2 separate regions of the Mus musculus genome follow, and region 1 is linked to region 2. A link is a contact called in public Hi-C data. All regions are on one chromosome and are shown on one strand. The core of a region is the stretch at or near the end of the contact, and the rest is flanking DNA. Distances in the headings are between cores, read along the strand shown. Region 1 holds the start of Dhx8 (DEAH (Asp-Glu-Ala-His) box polypeptide 8). Region 2 holds the start of Tex14 (testis expressed gene 14).

Evidence for each region. A called contact is a pair of places that touch in the nucleus more often than the background predicts.
Region 1: a contact with region 2 is called in a Hi-C map of B cells, with 6 read pairs. The contact joins the promoter of Dhx8 here to the promoter of Tex14 in region 2. A contact is called at or near these places in 2 of 39 promoter capture datasets (cranial neural crest and maxillary cranial neural crest) and 1 of 484 Hi-C or Micro-C datasets (B cells).

The regions. Positions count from the first base shown.
Region 1 is chr11:101,729,554-101,735,000 of GRCm38.p6, reverse strand. It overlaps Dhx8 (DEAH (Asp-Glu-Ala-His) box polypeptide 8), which reads right to left and starts at 2,045. Exons shown (of 23, transcript NM_144831.2): 1 at 1,813-2,045; 2 at 760-845. The coding sequence starts at 1,960.
Region 2 is chr11:87,401,260-87,406,358 of GRCm38.p6, reverse strand. Tex14 (testis expressed gene 14) reads right to left here and starts at 1,294. Exons shown (of 31, transcript NM_031386.2): 1 at 1,189-1,294. Rad51c (RAD51 paralog C) reads left to right here and starts at 1,853. Exons shown (of 9, transcript NM_053269.4): 1 at 1,853-2,055; 2 at 3,503-3,761; 3 at 4,803-4,969. The coding sequence starts at 1,938.

The DNA of each region.
Region 1 (5,447 bases), core at 796-3,295, about 14 Mb before region 2:
CAGAGACCATTTCTTCCCATCTTTTAAAATTGTCTCCAAACCCTAGACTATTATTGCTCCTGACGTCATTTTTCATTTGTTTGTTGGTTTTTTGAGACATGATTTCTCTTGTGTAGCCCTGGCTGTCCTGGAACTCACTCTGTAGACCAAGCTGGCCTCAAACTTAGAAATCTGCCTGCCTCTGCCTCCCAAGTGCTGGGATTAAAGGTGTGGGCCACAACTGCCCGGCTTGTCCCTGACGTCCTGATTCACAGAACAAGAATGTCAACATCAGGGGCTGGAGAGATGGCTCAGGGGTTAAGAGCACCAAATGCCCTTCCAGAGGTCCCGAGTTCAATTCCCAGCAACAACACATGGTGGCTCATAACCATCTGTAATGGGATCTGATGCCCTCTTATGGTGAGTGTCTGAAGACAGCTACAGTGTACTCACATAAATAAGATAAATAAATCTTTAAAAAATGTAAGTGAAGAAAATATCTAATAAAAAATTAAAAACAAACAAACCAACAACAACAACAAAAGAATGTCAGCATCCTCAGACTTACTGCCGGAAGTCCTGCGGCATTCTCCTAGGACAGTGGGGAAGGAATCTGGCTCCCTGGCCAGCAACGCAACTTTACACATTTGATGGCTTATTTACTTGATATGCACAAATCGCTCCTTCCTACTTAAAAATCCTTTAGTGCGATCAAAATTTAAATTCAGTAGCAACACCAAAGAAACAAAAAGGAAACAAAGAATCTTCAGATATACATACTGTGAATTCTGCACCATTTTTGACCAGAGAAGCCTTAAAAGTATCAAAGGTAGTATTTTTCTCAGCAAGACTGATGACAAATTCAGCTGTTAAAAAAAAAAAAAGGAATTATAAATGGACTCAGATAATAATTAAATTATAAAAGAACTCAGGAATCCGCCTGCCTCTGCCTCTCAAGTGCTGGGATTAAAGGCGTGCGCCACCACTGCCCGGCTTTGTCGTCGTTTTTTGTGACGGGTCATACCCTGATACATACCATGCCCAAGCTACCCTCAGATTATCTACGTGTGACTTTGGAATTACTAATCATTCTGCCCTCACATCCCAAGCCTGAGATCCTAGGCGCCTGCCTGGCTGTCATTTACTTTTGAGGACATTCTGAAAAAGCCCAACACCACCCAACCCTGTACCTATCAAACGGAAGTGTTCCCCTCATGCTTCTAATTCACATACTCGGCCTCTCATTTTCACAAGGGCTCCGGCTATGCATATAATTACGATCTGGGCCCCGAGCCTTTCTTATTTTCTCTCTGGGTCCCCTAGTCACAGTTTGCCCTTAAACATCTAATGACTAGTATGTGAGAGATAAGAAGATGTAACTAATTTAAGAGCACGGCTCAAAGCACAAGCTCGAAGTAGATGCTGACTACTGCCTGACTGTGCGAAGACCAAACAAGATAATGTAGATGAAGAGCTACCCATAATATCTTGTGAGCTTCTAAAAATTACTGGCCGTAATTACAACCATCATCTTCGCGGGGGCTGCTGCTGCTGCTATTGTTAAAGCTATTTCGCCCCCCAGAACTGAAAAACAACAATCGAGCAGAAATTGCTGCCCCAGCCTTCACCGGCAGCTCACAGAAATGGTTTCTAATAGCTCGGACCGGATGGTTCTCAAGCAGAGGCCACCGCCACAGGTTCCCGGAGCCCAAGTCACGATGACACACACACAGACACAGACAGACAGACACACACACACACACCATCAACCGCTTCTCTCCTGCCTCCCTCACCCCCAAAATCAAAAGCCATCGGGACCTTCCTCCAGCTCACCCAGATCCTTGTCGTTGATGCCCAAGTGATTGTCCAGCTCCGTGCAAACCTTCGACACCAAAGACAGGTACTCAAGTTTAGCGAGTTCTTCCGCCGGGCCGGGCTCCGAGCCCATTAGGACCCCGGCGGCGGCCACGGCTACAGCCATGGCTACAACTTCCCTTTGGTCTCCTTCCGGCCGGCCAGAACGCGAAGCCACAGCTTCCACTTCCGGGTCGGCGCTCGTCTCTTTTGTTTACAGGGACGTCAAGTAAAGTTAACCGTCTTTGTAAGGATCAGCGAGATCTGGCAGGAAGTTCCCACAGACGGGCCAGACGCACTGAGTTACGCTGTTCGTTCAGTGGCGGCCTCTAGCGGGGGGGAAGACTCCACCCGCCTTTAGGTTTTTTTAAGGATCAATCTCAGCGCGCCTCTGTGATCCGTCAGCAGAGGGCGACCGTGGCCTGCGCGACTGAACAGCGCCTCGGAAAAGCAAGTTGGCTTGTCCTTGATCAGCTCAGTTCCTGACCTCATGGCAAGTGATCTCAAGTGACCTTACACCAGCAGACGCTAGATTCTGGCTGCTTATCTGTAAACTCGGATAATACGGTCTAAATGAAATAGATATGCAAAGTGGCTGAGCCACAGTAGGCACACTGAAAATATTAGTTGCTGTTATAACCCCCCCAAACTGCGAGTGGTCCAGCAAAGCTTATCTCAAGCATTCCTGTTGCCAAAACCCTCAGTCCTCTTAAAATCTGCTTCTCTAAATGTCAGCTGTGTTGTGAACCTGAGGTCATAAATTCAGGTGTCCCAACTTTTACTTTTCCCTTTGGCAGAACCTTGCAATGAAGATGAAGGGTTTCCCATGTCTTAGTATTCTGTGTAAAAAACAAGAAAATACTTCCTCTAAGGTGAGTAGCCCTCCCATCAGTCAAAAGACAGAAAATGAGCCCCCTCTGCTACTGTTGGCTGACTCTGTTGCACTACTGTGTCTTTGAATTATTGGGAACACTTCAGTGATAACGAGTTGCAGGGAAGCTGGGCAGGCTGGTGCTCTCCTTTAATTGAAGCACTCGGAGGGCAGAAACAAGCTGTTCTCTGAGACTGAAGTCAGCCAAAGTTACACAGTGAGAACCTCTCTCAAAATTGCAGGCAAAGGACTATCACAGTAGTTCCGTGTTTCCAGGTTCCCAAGGATTTAGTACATTGCCATCTGAGTTCCTGATGCCCTTCCCTTCCTTATAACTTACTTGTTTTTATTTCCTATACATGGTTTTGCCTGCATTCATGTCTGTGTAAGGATGTCAGATCCCCTGGAACTGGAGTAACAGATAGTTGTGAGCTTCGGTGTGAGTGCTGGAAATTGAACCCAGATCCTCTGGAAGAGTGACCAGTGCTCAGAACCATGAGCCATTTCTCCAGGACTCACTCCTTCCTTCCTTCCTTCCTTCCTTCCTTCCTTCCTTCCTTCCTTCCTTCCTTTCTCCGTGAACAGAATGAGAAAGTCTGCCCTTGATGCTGCTTGCTTATCTGCCAGTATGGAGTTAGGTTTCAGGAGTTAATTCCACTTGACCCTTCTTTCTCTACATCTCCTTGCTACTAAAACTTCATATTTCTATCCAGCTGCACTTTTAACACTTAACAAGAAGAAAGGACAAAGAGATTGGGAGCTGTTTTTTAAAGCTCTATCAGAAAAGACTCTAAATTGGACATGGCTGCACTCGATTTTAATCCCAGTACTTGGGAGCTAGAGGCAGGCAGATCTCTGTGAGTCCTAGGCTAACCTGGTCAACATAGTGAGTTCTGGGACAGCTAAAGCTAAATGAAAAGACTAATATCCCAGGTGTAAATCATGCCTGGTAAATCCCAGCACTTCTCAGGAGACAGAAAGTCAGCCTTAGTAACTACATGGTGAGTTTGAGGCCAGCCTGAGCTACCTAGCAAGAAAGACCCTATTAACAACCACACAAAAACGCTATAGAATCATAACATGTAGTCATGGTAACAACTTTCAGAATTGTTTGAGAATTGCTGTGTGTATGTCTCAAGAGTAAACATGAACAGGACACTGTAGCCACCCGCGGCCACACGAACTGGGGGAGGCTTACAGGACAGTGTGTTACATTTTATCTTCTTTTGAGTACTGGGGTTGTAGCTTGTTTGGTAGAGTGCTTGGTTAGCATGCAGGGAGCACTGGGTTCAAACCCCCCCCCCAAACTATGTAAAAAGCAGATAAGGAAGAGCTGAAGAGATGCCTCAGTGATTTGGGGGTGCTGACTGCTCTTCCAGAGGACCTGGGTTCAATTTTCAGCACCCACATGACAGCTCACAACTGTAACTTCAGTTCCAGGAGATCTGACACCCTTTCTGGACTCCATAGGCATTGCATTCACATGGTGCACAGACATCATGCAGGCAAAAGACTCATACACCTAAAATAAAGATAATAAATCTTTTTTAAAAATAATAGGAAGAGGCAGGCGGATCTCTTAGGTCAAGGCCAGCCTGGACTACAGAATGAGTTTCAGGACAGCCAGAGCTACACAGAGAAACCCTGTCTCAAACCCCAACCTCCCCTCAAAAAATAAATTATTTCCAGGCCAATAAAACGGATCAGTAGGTCAAAGTGGGTTCAGATCCCCAGACCCCCATGTGTAAAAGAGCTGACCCCTGCAGGCTGTTCCTCTGACCTTCGCTCACCATGACATGTACACACCCACACCCATAAATGCAATGTGTTTACTATATTATAATAAATAGAGCAAACAGGTATTCCTGTGGCCAGAGAGAGGACGGCTCAAGAGCACTCGCTGCTCTTGTAGGATATGGGTTCGATTCCCAGCACCCACTAAGGTGGCTCACAAATGCCTGTAACTCCAGTTTTCTTTTGTTAAGATTTATTTATTTATTTTATGCATATGAGTACATCACCATCGCTCCCTTCAAACACACCAGAAGAGGGCATCGGATCCCATTACAGATGGTTGTGAGCCACCATGTGGTTGCTGGGATTTGAACTCAGGACCTCTGGAAGAGCAGTCAGTGCCCTTACTTGCTGAACCATCTCTCCAGCCCCGTAACTCCAGTTTTGAGGGATCTGAAAGGCCTTTGGCTTTTTCTACAGGTCTGAAACCGAGCCACTGAGAGAAACACCCGTGTTCTAGAAGGCAAAAATCAGAATTACTTAGCTTCCAAATGTGTGACTATAACCCAACGGTCATTGTCTTTAAGGCAGGAAGCTTCAGAAAAAATGGCCTGACCCCCACTAGCGAGCCTTTGAGATAGCCTAAAGTCCAAGAATGACCTGAGTCCTTCTGTCTAGGAACTCACGGGGAGAGACTGACTCCCAGGACTGAGCTGTTTTTCCCTTAAACTCTTTTCCCAACCTATTTATCAGATTCGTATTGAACATCTACTTTGTTTCTAGGCACTGTGGTGGGTCTGGATAGGATCGTGAGGGAACCCAAAGGACAGTGGAAAACATCAAAAGAGAAGCAGAATGTTCTAAATGCCATACTTGGCCAAGGGAGCTTTCTGCAGAGCTGTGTTTATAACACAAGTCTGTCTGCTGCCTAAACAGGAAAGCAGGTGATTGGAAGGCAGGAAAACATGAACCAGGTCTGTTCCCTGTCTTCTGAGGGCAGCTGGAGCAA
Region 2 (5,099 bases), core at 45-2,544:
AGGTAGTACAGCAGGTAAAGGGCCTGGTTGCCAAGCCTGACAGCCTCAATTCCATCTGTCCCCAATACCACATGGGGGAAGCCGAGAACCAATTTCTCTCACCTCCAGTCTAGTAATGTGGCCTGTGTGTCACACACAAACACAAAAGAAATGTAATAATAAAGAGTCGTTGCTTTAGCTGAGCATTGGTGGCACTGACCTTTCTTTTGTTTTGGGGGTGGGGGGTTCCAGACGGGGTTTCTCTGTGTAGCCCTGGCTGACCTCAAACTCAGAAATCCACCTGCCTCTGCCTCCCAAGGGCTGGGATTAAAGGCGTGCACCACCACTGCCCGGCTTTTTTTGGGGGTAGGGGGTGGGGGTGGGGAGGTCGCTGGCCTTTCTAATCCCAGTACTCAGGAGGCAGAGGCAGATGAATCTCTGTGACTTCGAGGAGAGCCTGCTCTACAGAGTCAGTTTTGGGAGAGCCACGAAAGAAACCTACACAAAGAGGTTGTCTTGAAAACCCACAAGTTAAAAAAAGAAAAGAAAAGAACCCGGTGTGGTGTCGCACACCTTTGATCCCAGCACTCAAGAGGCAGAGGCAGGCAGATTTCTGAGTTCGAGGCCAGCCTGATCTACAGAGTGAGTTTCAGGACAGCCAGGGCTACATAGAGAAACCCTGTATCGAAAAACCAAAAAGAAAAGAAAAAAAGAAAGAAGAAGTTGTTGTCAATAAGTAGTGCAAAAGCAGGGAGAGTCGCGTATTCCTATATCCCATAATTTAGAAAGTTTAGATGCTGTCTTCAAAAAAAATGCTAGATTTTTTTTTTTTTTTGAAATGTGAGGTAGGTATGACACACTTTTTTTGGTTTTGTTTTGTAGCTCTGGCTGTCCTGAAACTCACTCTGTAGACCATGCTGTCCTCGAACTCAGAAATCCGCCTGCCTCTGCCTCCCGACTGCTGGGATTAAAGGCGTGCTGCCACCACTGCCCGGCACGACACACTTTTTTTTTATATCATCTTCCGTATTTCTTGGGCCTTTAAAGCCACCTTCCAAACTGCCAATCTCCCCAAAAGTTCTGATGTGGAAGCAGTCACTCCCGCTCCGTCAACATCCCCGGTCAACTCTACTAAAGAGGTCCAGCTCCTCCCTCGGGACACCAGAGGCCCAGGCTAGACCACGAGACGACAAGGACACGATAGCTTACTTTTCCAGCTACTTCTTACTCTAGGCAGGCCTGCCGACATGAATGCTCAGAAACCGCCACACTCTGAGGGAGCTCCGGAGTCCCGGGGTCACCCACCGGAAGCTGTGCGTGCGTGCGTGAGCGGGCGAGTGCGTGGACGCGCGCGTGGGCGCCAACCACTCCCTACCGCAGCCCCCCAAAGTGGGAGGCTGGCCCACAATCCCCCGCGAGGGCGGGAAAAGCAAGGGGTCGCCTGGCAAGGGTCAGGGGACACACAACAGACCTCCTACAAGGGTTTTTTGAATTTTTCACAGCAGGAAACTGCCAACTGGTCAGTTTCTGGTTGCTGCGTCTACTACAACTTCCATCCAGGAGGATGGATTCTTGAGGAACCCGTGAAAGAGGGCAGAGCATGGTGAGGAAATATGCTGTACAGGGTTCACTTGGCCTGGCTACCGTCTCCGCGTCTCCGGCCTCTTTTTTTGTTTTTGTGTTCACTGTCAGGCTATATCCGAAACGTGACTCGGACGAGTGAAACTAGAAGACAACCTTACATGAAACCAGTGTGTGGGATTTCCTCAGCAGCAGCAAGGCCTCGTGAGTCTAGGCCGCGCGAGCCCCGCCCCTTACGCCGCGCGTGTGACGTCACGCCACTGACCCTCCCCCGCGGGAGGGCGGGGTTTGGGTTTCCAGCGCTTTCGCGCCTCTTGCTCTACGTCACTGCGTGCGTAGCCGCCGAGCTCTCAAAAAAAAAAAAAAAAAAAAAAAAAATGCAGCGGGAGTTGGTGGGTTATCCGCTGTCTCCAGCGGTGCGCGGGAAGCTGGTGGCTGCGGGGTTTCAGACGGCGGAGGACGTCCTAGAGGTGAAGCCCTCCGAGCTCAGCAAAGGTAACGACTCCCAGCTGCCAGCTGATGCACCGCGGCCGCTTGGCGCCGCCTCCGTCTTCGTTCCGCCGCCTCCGCCAAGCCGATCTTTTGACACCGCTGAAATTCTCTTGAGCTTGGAACTGTGTGGAGCAACGTTTACTGATTGCTTTCTCCGTGCTCGCTGGATGCTTTGAGGAGTGCCTCACTTAATGGTTTAAGGAAGGCTCCTCTTGGACCAGGGTGTCCAATCTGTAGATGAAAGAACCGACTTCTCATCTTGAGGTTTCATGATAAACTGGGTTGGGAAACAATCACAAGCCATGTAATTCTCCTTGGTCAAAGATCCTGGGGGGCGGGGGGGGGGAATTGAAGTTGAAAAATAAAGGATTAGAGAAGGACTAGAGATATTTCAGTGAGAAAAGCAATAGAACATTCCCTTAGACCAGGAGAAAGCTCTAGAAAGACGTTCGTGATTCACAGGAATACTGCCTCCCCCCCCCCCCCGCCCTGGCCCCCGACTTTTCTCAGAGTTCTTTAGGTTACAGATAAGTGGGAATCACAACCGGGCAGTGGTGGCGCACGCCTTTAATCCCAGCACTTGGGAGGCAGAGGCAGGTGAATTTCTGAGTTCGAGGCTAGCCTGGTCTACAGAGTGAGTTCTAGGACAGCCAGGGCTACACAGAGAAACCCAGTCTCAAAAAACAAAACAAAAAAACCAAAGTGGGGACCACTGCATCCTTAATGTTCACAAATCCAAACTTCGTTGTAGTCACCCACTGTGCCAGTAATACTATGCACATCTCTTTGATGGTGATCAAAGAGGACAGAATGGAATCTGGTTTGATTTTTGTTTAAGTGTTGTGTATTGAACTCATGGCTTTGCCAATGTTAAACACTACCACAGAGCTATACCCCTAGTCTAATTTTACATCCCAGCGATGATGCTAACAGAGTAGTAGCAGAATGGGTAGAGCACTAACTAGCTATGTATGCCCAAGGCCCTGGTTTTGATTCCCCAACTGCTAAATAACTAAATAATTGGATAATTCATTTCTGTGTTAGACTTTTGTTTGTTTCAAGAAAAGGTTTGGGGGCTGGAGAGATGGCTCAGCGGTTAAGAGCACTGACTGCTCTTCCCGAGGTCCTGCGTTCAATTCCCAGCAACCACATAGTGGCTCACAACCATCTGTAATGGTATCCGATGCCCCCTTCTGGTGTGTCTGAAGACAGCTACATGTACTCACGTATATAAAATAAAAATAAATCTTTTTAAAAAAGAGAGAGAGAGAAAAGGAAAGAAAAAGGTTTCTCAGTGTAGTCCTGACTGTCCTGGAACTCGATCTGTAGACCATGCTGGCCTGCCTGATTTCCTAGTGCTGGCATTAAAGGCATGGGCCCCCATGCCAGGCTCTGAGTTATACTTTTAATTCTCTAATGTCAGGTTTTCTTTTTCTTATTTTATTTATAGAAGTTGGGATATCTAAAGAGGAAGCCTTGGAAACTCTACAAATTCTAAGAAGAGAATGTCTCACAAATAAACCAAGATGTGCCGGTACATCTGTGGCAAACGAGAAGTGCACAGCACTGGAACTTCTCGAGCAAGAGCATACCCAGGGCTTCATAATCACCTTCTGTTCAGCACTCGATAACATTCTTGGGGGTGGAATACCCCTAATGAAGACGACAGAAGTTTGTGGTGTACCAGGTGTTGGAAAAACACAGTTATGGTAAAATAGGACGTTCCCTGCTTACGGGTGGACTTAATGTAACAAACAGAATATTCTGCTGTGAGTTTGTAGTCAGGAAACCAAGAAGCATACAGTACTACTTTGTATGTGTTCACATCAAACAATCAGCTTACCATCATATTATCCAGGATCCCTGTCTTCTTGATGAAGTTTTGATATCAAAAATGTTTCTTTCATAATATTGCCTGGTCACTAAACGTATACACTCCTAATTAATTGGCTTCTGAGATATATTTGTCAGATGTTTTAAAGTTGATTTATATATGATAAAGAAGAGTTCTGAATCATGTTTGGTGACATACTCATAATCTCAACACTCAGGATACGAACGCAGGAGTGCTATGAAATAGAGGATGGGGGCTAGCGAGATGGCTCAGTGGTTAAGAGCACTGACTGCTCTTCTGAAGGTCCTGAGTTCAAATCCCAGCAACCATATGGTGGCTCACAACCACCCAGAATGAAACCGATGCCCTCTTCTGGCAAGTCTAAAGACAGCTACAGCGTACTTATGTATAATAATAAATATAATCTTTAAAAAAAAGAAAAGAAAAGAAATAGAGGATGTTCTGGGCTATATAACAGTTGCTAGACTAGCCAGTGATATAGCAAGACCCTGTCTTCCCCCTCAAAAAAAAAAAGTGTGTCTACTTGGTTATGGCCAACTCCTATAAACAGGACAGTAGGGTTAGAATGGAGACTGAGATAGCAGGATTGGGAGTTGAAGGATCAGCCTGGGCTACATTGCCAGACCGGGACTCAAAGGAGAAAGTAAAGCATTCAGTCCTCAGCAATCTAAAACCCACTACAACTTCCTTAGTTATAGTTCTGTACAACACCTTATCTATTATCTAGGCATCTATTGATCATATGTATTTGGAGCTATGGAGACTTAGACATCTCTTTTGCCTTGGGGTATTTATTTGCATTTAGAAAACTTGATCTAGCTGATGATTATATGCAGTTTACAAGAGACATCTTAACTGGTTATGATAATGATCTGGTCATTTCATTTCGTGGCAGTATGCAATTGGCAGTAGATGTGCAGATTCCAGAATGTTTTGGGGGCGTGGCCGGTGAAGCAGTATTTATTGATACAGAGGGAAGTTTTATGGTTGATAGAGTGGTCAGCCTTGCAACTGCCTGCATTCAGCACCTTCATCTCATAGCAGGAACACACACGGAAGAAGGTAAGTTAAAGACGGTTTGTATGTGTGCATATCTCAGACCTTCGTAAGAGACTGTCCCAAACTAGAAGCATAACTAGTTAATCTCCAATACTTTTGTTGCAAAATGATGTACAGCGCTCTCCCCATAAGC